2 separate regions of the Mus musculus genome follow, and region 1 is linked to region 2. A link is a contact called in public Hi-C data. All regions are on one chromosome and are shown on one strand. The core of a region is the stretch at or near the end of the contact, and the rest is flanking DNA. Distances in the headings are between cores, read along the strand shown. Region 1 overlaps Tnrc18 (trinucleotide repeat containing 18). Region 2 overlaps Slc29a4 (solute carrier family 29 (nucleoside transporters), member 4).

Region 1 (2,700 bases), core at 96-2,595, 38 kb before region 2:
CTGGTTAGAGTTAGCTTCCTCACTGCTGGGAGAAAAAGAAGGCCCAAGGAAGATCAAGGACCTGGCAAAGGAACAGGGGGAGGAGGTAGGGCTAAAAGCTACATCATCGGGTTGTGTGCGCTGAGACTTCTGCTTCGGCAGGCGGGAGGTTAGAGCACACGTGCGTAACCAAATAGCGGTAGCTCCGTTGTTTAGCAGTGTAATTGTTTAATGAGCACCTTGCTGTTGCACTTGGGCTCGATGCCATTGTGATTCAGGCTGACTTCTGCAGGGGTAATTTCTCATCGCTACAGAGCCTTGAGACTGTGTGCTCACGGACCGTGATTCTGAATGCTAATGTTCTGCCTCGTGAAGCCTTGTGGGAAGGGGATCTTTTGATTGATTTTTGTCATCAGAGGGGAAATGTCACGTAAAAGGACTGGATGGGGGAGGTAGTCAGTTTGGGGGCTACGGAGAGGCTCAGTGGGTAAACCATTTGATGTTCAAGTATAATAACTGGAGTTACTATAAGCACTGGTGGGTGTGGGGGTTGATCTGTGATTCCTCATCTTAGGAGGTTGGCTCCTGAGAGCAGGCAGGACAGCTGGCTCCGGATCTTGTTCTAGCTTGAATGAGAAACCCCGCCTCAGTGTATAAGGTAGAGAGAGGGAAGGAGGAATATACCCACTGGTACTCTCCTCTCTGCCTGCGTGCATTCAATGCATGTATGTCCCCTGCGTGCGCATGCATGTGCACATGTACGCACCCCCCCCACACACACACCATACATATATACAAAAAAATAAAATTAAACTAAAAAAGATATCAGGTCATGGTGGAGTGTGCAGGTCCAGCCTGGTCTACATAACAAGTTCAGCCAGGGCTTCCTAGTGAGACCCTCTTTCAGAAAAATAAAATCTTAAATAAATCAGAGTGTAAGATAAAGGCATAAAAAGATTGCTGGTTTTTGTACACCAGGATCTCTTTTCTTCTCAGGTCATGGTGAGAGACGCTTTTGTTAATTATCTCAACAACACCATCCCAGCCTCTCCCCTGCCTCCTGCAATCGCTGCCTGATTAAAGATACAGAGCTAGCGCACAGAAATGGCAGAGCGTTAATGCCTTTGAAACTGCACATTTCATTTCAACAAATGACTACCGTTGGCGATAAACGTGCAAGGAGAAATTTAATCTGTGAAATCTCTAATCATTCTCCCTGGTCCAGGCATCCAAGGCACACTCCGGGCGGGCGTTTTCTTGGCAGCTCTGACCTGTTCAGTTGGACAGGCTGGTCCCGACTGAGCAGCAGCCTCCGGCAGCTGCCGTGGGAAGCGGAGACGGAAAGCAGATCTGCCCCACTCTGGGCTGTTTCCAGCCCTGGCTGGTTCATCCAGCTACCTTCTCCAACCCATCTGTAGCCTGCTTCTTCAGAGTTCTATAGGCACTGTCAGGCAGGGCTGTGGAAAGCCAGGATGGGAAGGCGGGTGCCAGCCAGGATTGTTGCCATGGCAACAGCTTTTAATAAGTGATTACTAGGCCAGGCATCTTTAAAACCTTTAAATTTTATGTGTATGGGTGTTCACTTGCATGTATGCCTGTGTACCACGTGTGTTCACGGCCCGTGGAGACCAGAAGAGGGTGTCATCTCCTGGAACTAGAGTCATAGATGGTTGTGAGCCACCTTGCGGGCGCTAGGAATCGAACGTGGGACCTCTTGAAGAGCAGCCAGTGCTCTTAACCATGTAGTTATTTTTCCAGACCCCAGACAAGGCATTTCTAGTAAGTGCTTTTATTTATTTTATTTGTGGTTTTTTTTTCGAGACAAGGTTTCTTTGTATATCCCTGGCTGTCCTGGAACTTACTTTGTAGACCAGGCTGGCCTCAAACTCAGAAATCCGCCTGCCTCTGCCTCCCGAGTGCTGGGATCAAAGGCGTGCACCACCACGCCCGGCTGTATTTGTGTTTTAAAAAGACTTATTTCTGTTATCTATAAATTAGTGCATCCTATGGGAGTGTCATGTCCCCTGAAGCTGGAGTTACAGGGGGCTGTGTGTTGGGAACTGAGCTTGGGTCCTTTGCAAAAAGATTACAGGATCTTAATCTCTGCACCATCTAACTCCTCACTTTGTTTATTTGTGTGGGGGATGGTGGTGCAGTCGTGGGTGTGGGTATGAGTGTGGGCATATGTGGGTGTATGGGGCCTGTGTGGGTGTGTGGGTATGGGTGTATATGGGTGGGTGAATGCGGGTATAGTAGGTGTGTATGGGCATGTGGGGGTGTGAGCGTATATGGATGTGTGTGGATGTGGCAGTGTGTTGTGAGTGGGTGGGTGTATATGGGTGTGTGTGTGTAGGTAGGTAGGTATGGGCATATGTGGGTGGGTGTGGGTGTGTATGGGCATGTGTGAGTGGGTGGGTATATGTGTTGGGGATGTATGGGTGTGTTCATGTATGCATGTGTGTCAGGTACCCTCAGAAGTCAGAGTCTGTTTTCTCCATTATCTGGGTCCTAGGGAATTGAACTCGGGTCATCAGGCATGGTGACCAGTACCTTCAACCTGCTGAGCCGTCTCACTGGCCCTAATACCTGTTACATGGACCTTACTTCCCTGGTTGTCTATCTTCACGATGGCCTCGTGATGCTCAGACACAGCCCCATTTTAGATGGAAGGGCTGAGGACTAGTTAAGCAGTTTACCACGTCTAAAGGGTATGGGATGGTA
Region 2 (2,700 bases), core at 8-2,507:
CCCATGTGTACTGTATGTGCCCCCAAATGGATGAGAGATGGAAATAGAAAGAGGGGGCCCGAGCCCAGCCCCCAGCTCAGCCCGAAGCACTTAACCAGTCCCCCTGTGCCTGCCAGACCCCAGTGGGGTCCCCGGAGGCTTTGAGCAGACAATCTTGAAGGAAGGAAAAGCCAGATTTCGGTTTTGTTTTTTCTTTTCTTTTTGGGGTGGGGGTAATTACTGTTTCCTGATTTTTTTTTTTAAGTTTCTTTTGGAATTTTGTTTGTTGGCAAATTCTGTGTGATCTTTTTTCATAAAAAAAAAAAAAGGAAAGAAAAAGAGAAAAGAAAAAATTTAATTGGAAAAATACTATGTCTTTGGAGTGACTTATTTTGGGGTCCTGGAGTGAATGGTAGAATCGGTGTAGAGGATCCAGGCGGGGCTCCTGTTCTGGAGCACCCAAAGATGGAGAGAGGCTGGAACCACACAACACTGGTTGTCAGTGACAGGAGCCCCACGTGCCGGGGAGGGGGCGGCAAACTAGAGGGTACGGCCTGGAGCTGTTCTACTGGGCACAGAGATGAGTTTGGTCCAGCATTTCAGGAAGTTCTCGAAGCCAGAGTGATCTGTCTTGTTTAAAATTCAAGAGCAAGGGCCAGGAGAGATGATGGCTCAGGAGTTAGGAGTGCCTGCTGCCCTTGCAGAAGAACTGGGTTCAGTACCCAGCACCCACATGGCAGCTCACAACCATAAGTAACTCTAGTTCTAAGGATGTGACGCCCTCTTCTGACCAGGTTTCATGTGGTGCATATACATGCAGGCAAAACACATAACTCTAAAACCTTCTCAGAGCTACAGGTTTTTAGGAAGATGCCTGCCTGAGTCCCATAACCATAAAACAAGCAAGCAGGCATGGCTGTGCCCTGGCCCCCCGAGCCCCCCCTCCCCCGGGAGCCCAGTGCTGAGTATGCCAGTCCAGCCAAACAGCAAGCCCCTGGTCAGTGAAAACATGTCACAGAGTGGGTGGTGCATGAGGGTTGACACCTCAGGATGCCTGCTAGCCTCCACATCCAGGTAAACATAGGGGTCCAACCCACATGTGGAAGGGTCAGGGTCACACACCCGTGTCTGGGTGGGGAATAGTTCTGGGGCCTGTGGAAGCTAGATTGGAGGACTGGCCAGCCAGAAGTGTAAATCTGCACGGATAGACAGGGTGGGGGTGGCAACTAGTGGTAACGTGGGAAGGCGGGGCTAGAGGTTGCAAGGAAGTAGGTGGTGAGTGGGAAGAGTCACATTGTTGCCATCTAGCGTCCACCTGTGGTATTACCACAGCCTTGGTCTGGGACCCTCAAGGGTTGCAAAGCAAGTCTCTGAGGCTACAGGACTTTCAAGTCCCCATTTTCCAATTCCATTCTTTGGGGATGCATAACAGGGAAAGGATGCCTCTGGACCTGGGGAGGTGGCTCAGTGAGTTACAGCATTGGCTATACAAGCAGGAGGACTGAGTTTGAATCCACAGAACTCTTCTAGAAATTAGTATGGCTAGCGGGGCTGGTAACAGGTGGATTCCAGGGGCTCACTGGCCAGCCAGTCTAACCTAAATGTTGGGGGACAGGTTAGGTGAGACAAGATGGTGTAGTGATAATGGACATTGGTTGTCTTCTTGCTTCTGTGCACACAAGCGCACACCGCACACACATGCACACACACAGCAACACCACACAGGGAGAGAGAGAATATGTCTCTAAATTGTCACCAGACACGCATGCGCATGTGCACACACACAGACAGAGAGAGAGAGAGAGAGAGAGAGAGAGAGGAGAAGAGAGAGGGGAGGGGAGGGGAGAGGAGAGAAAGAGAAGAGGAGGGGAGGGGAGGGGAGGAGAGAGGAGAGGGGAAGGGAGGGGAGGGGAGGAGAGGGGAGAGAGAGGAGAGGAGAAAAGAGAAGAGAAGAGAAAAGAGGGAAGGGGAGGGGAGAGAAAGAGAGGAGGGGAGGGGAGGGGAGAGGAGAGAAGAGAAGAGAAGAGAAGAGAAGAGAAGAGAAGAGAAGAGAAGAGAAGAGAAGAGAAGAGAAGAGAAGAGAGAAGAGAAGATGTCTCTAAATTGTCACCAGAACTGGGGACTGTAACCGGGAAGAATTCATTACTGGCTTTGAGCAGCCTGACTCCCAGACCCAGAGGGGGTAGAGCCAGGACCAGCACACTCCCCGTTTTGAGCTCTTCCTCCTGTGAGCCAGATGTAGAAATCCATATCTTTTCCTGTCCTCACAGAGGCAGCGGTTGCTAAGGCCCGTGCAAGCCCCAGGTGCTCAGCACTAGGCAATCATCAGTTCTAAAAACACCTAGCTCAGGACAGGTGGGACCACAAGTGTCTCAGCATTGTGGGGAAGACACCCCATCAGGGCCCCATTTTAATCTCCCCACCCTACCCAGTGGCTCACTTCCCAGCCCTCCCCCCACAAACACTTCCTCAGGACAGCGGTGGGCAGTCTCTGCCATATTTAATGGCCAGTGCGGTAGTCAGAGAACACACAGGTAGACAGGACACAGCAGGGACTGGTACAGGGTGGTCACGGCTGGGGCCACTGTGTGGAGAGGCAAGTGTCCCGGCTCAGCAAAAGCTCTCTTTGGCAGGAGGTCCTCCAGCCGATCCTGGCACCCACGAGTCCAATCCTCACCTTGCAGCCACTTGCCAGGGTTTCAAGTGTGTCGTGTCATCACT

What was found. A called contact is a pair of places that touch in the nucleus more often than the background predicts.
Region 1: a Hi-C map of the N1E-115 cell line shows a contact between it and region 2, with 2.5 times the contacts expected there. The contact joins two enhancer-like sites. A contact is called at or near these places in 1 of 15 datasets of contacts at CTCF or cohesin (pro-B cells), 37 of 484 Hi-C or Micro-C datasets (the Ba/F3 cell line, DN2 thymocytes, the G1E-ER4 cell line and 20 more), 3 of 115 datasets of contacts at active chromatin or transcription factors (double positive thymocytes and embryonic stem cells) and 3 of 9 other capture datasets (adipose tissue, liver and pancreatic islet).

Annotation. Positions count from the first base shown.
Region 1 is chr5:142,760,161-142,762,860 of GRCm38.p6, reverse strand. The region is part of intron 13 of Tnrc18 (trinucleotide repeat containing 18); the gene reads left to right. Among named protein-coding and RNA genes, the nearest start is that of Gm31365, 51 kb to the left of the region's middle. Within about 2 kb of position 1,345, at least 47 of the 459 cell types and tissues checked have an H3K27ac peak or open chromatin away from gene starts, as enhancers often do. A contact at or near this core is called in the N1E-115 cell line and cerebral cortex, where this site is marked.
Region 2 is chr5:142,722,253-142,724,952 of GRCm38.p6, reverse strand. Slc29a4 (solute carrier family 29 (nucleoside transporters), member 4) reads right to left here. Exons shown (of 11, transcript NM_146257.2): 11 at 2,463-2,700. It overlaps Tnrc18 (trinucleotide repeat containing 18), which reads left to right. Exons shown (of 28, transcript NM_001122730.3): 28 at 1-351. Among named protein-coding and RNA genes, the nearest start is that of Slc29a4, 22 kb to the right of the region's middle. Within about 2 kb of position 1,257, at least 26 of the 459 cell types and tissues checked have an H3K27ac peak or open chromatin away from gene starts, as enhancers often do. A contact at or near this core is called in the N1E-115 cell line and cerebral cortex, where this site is marked.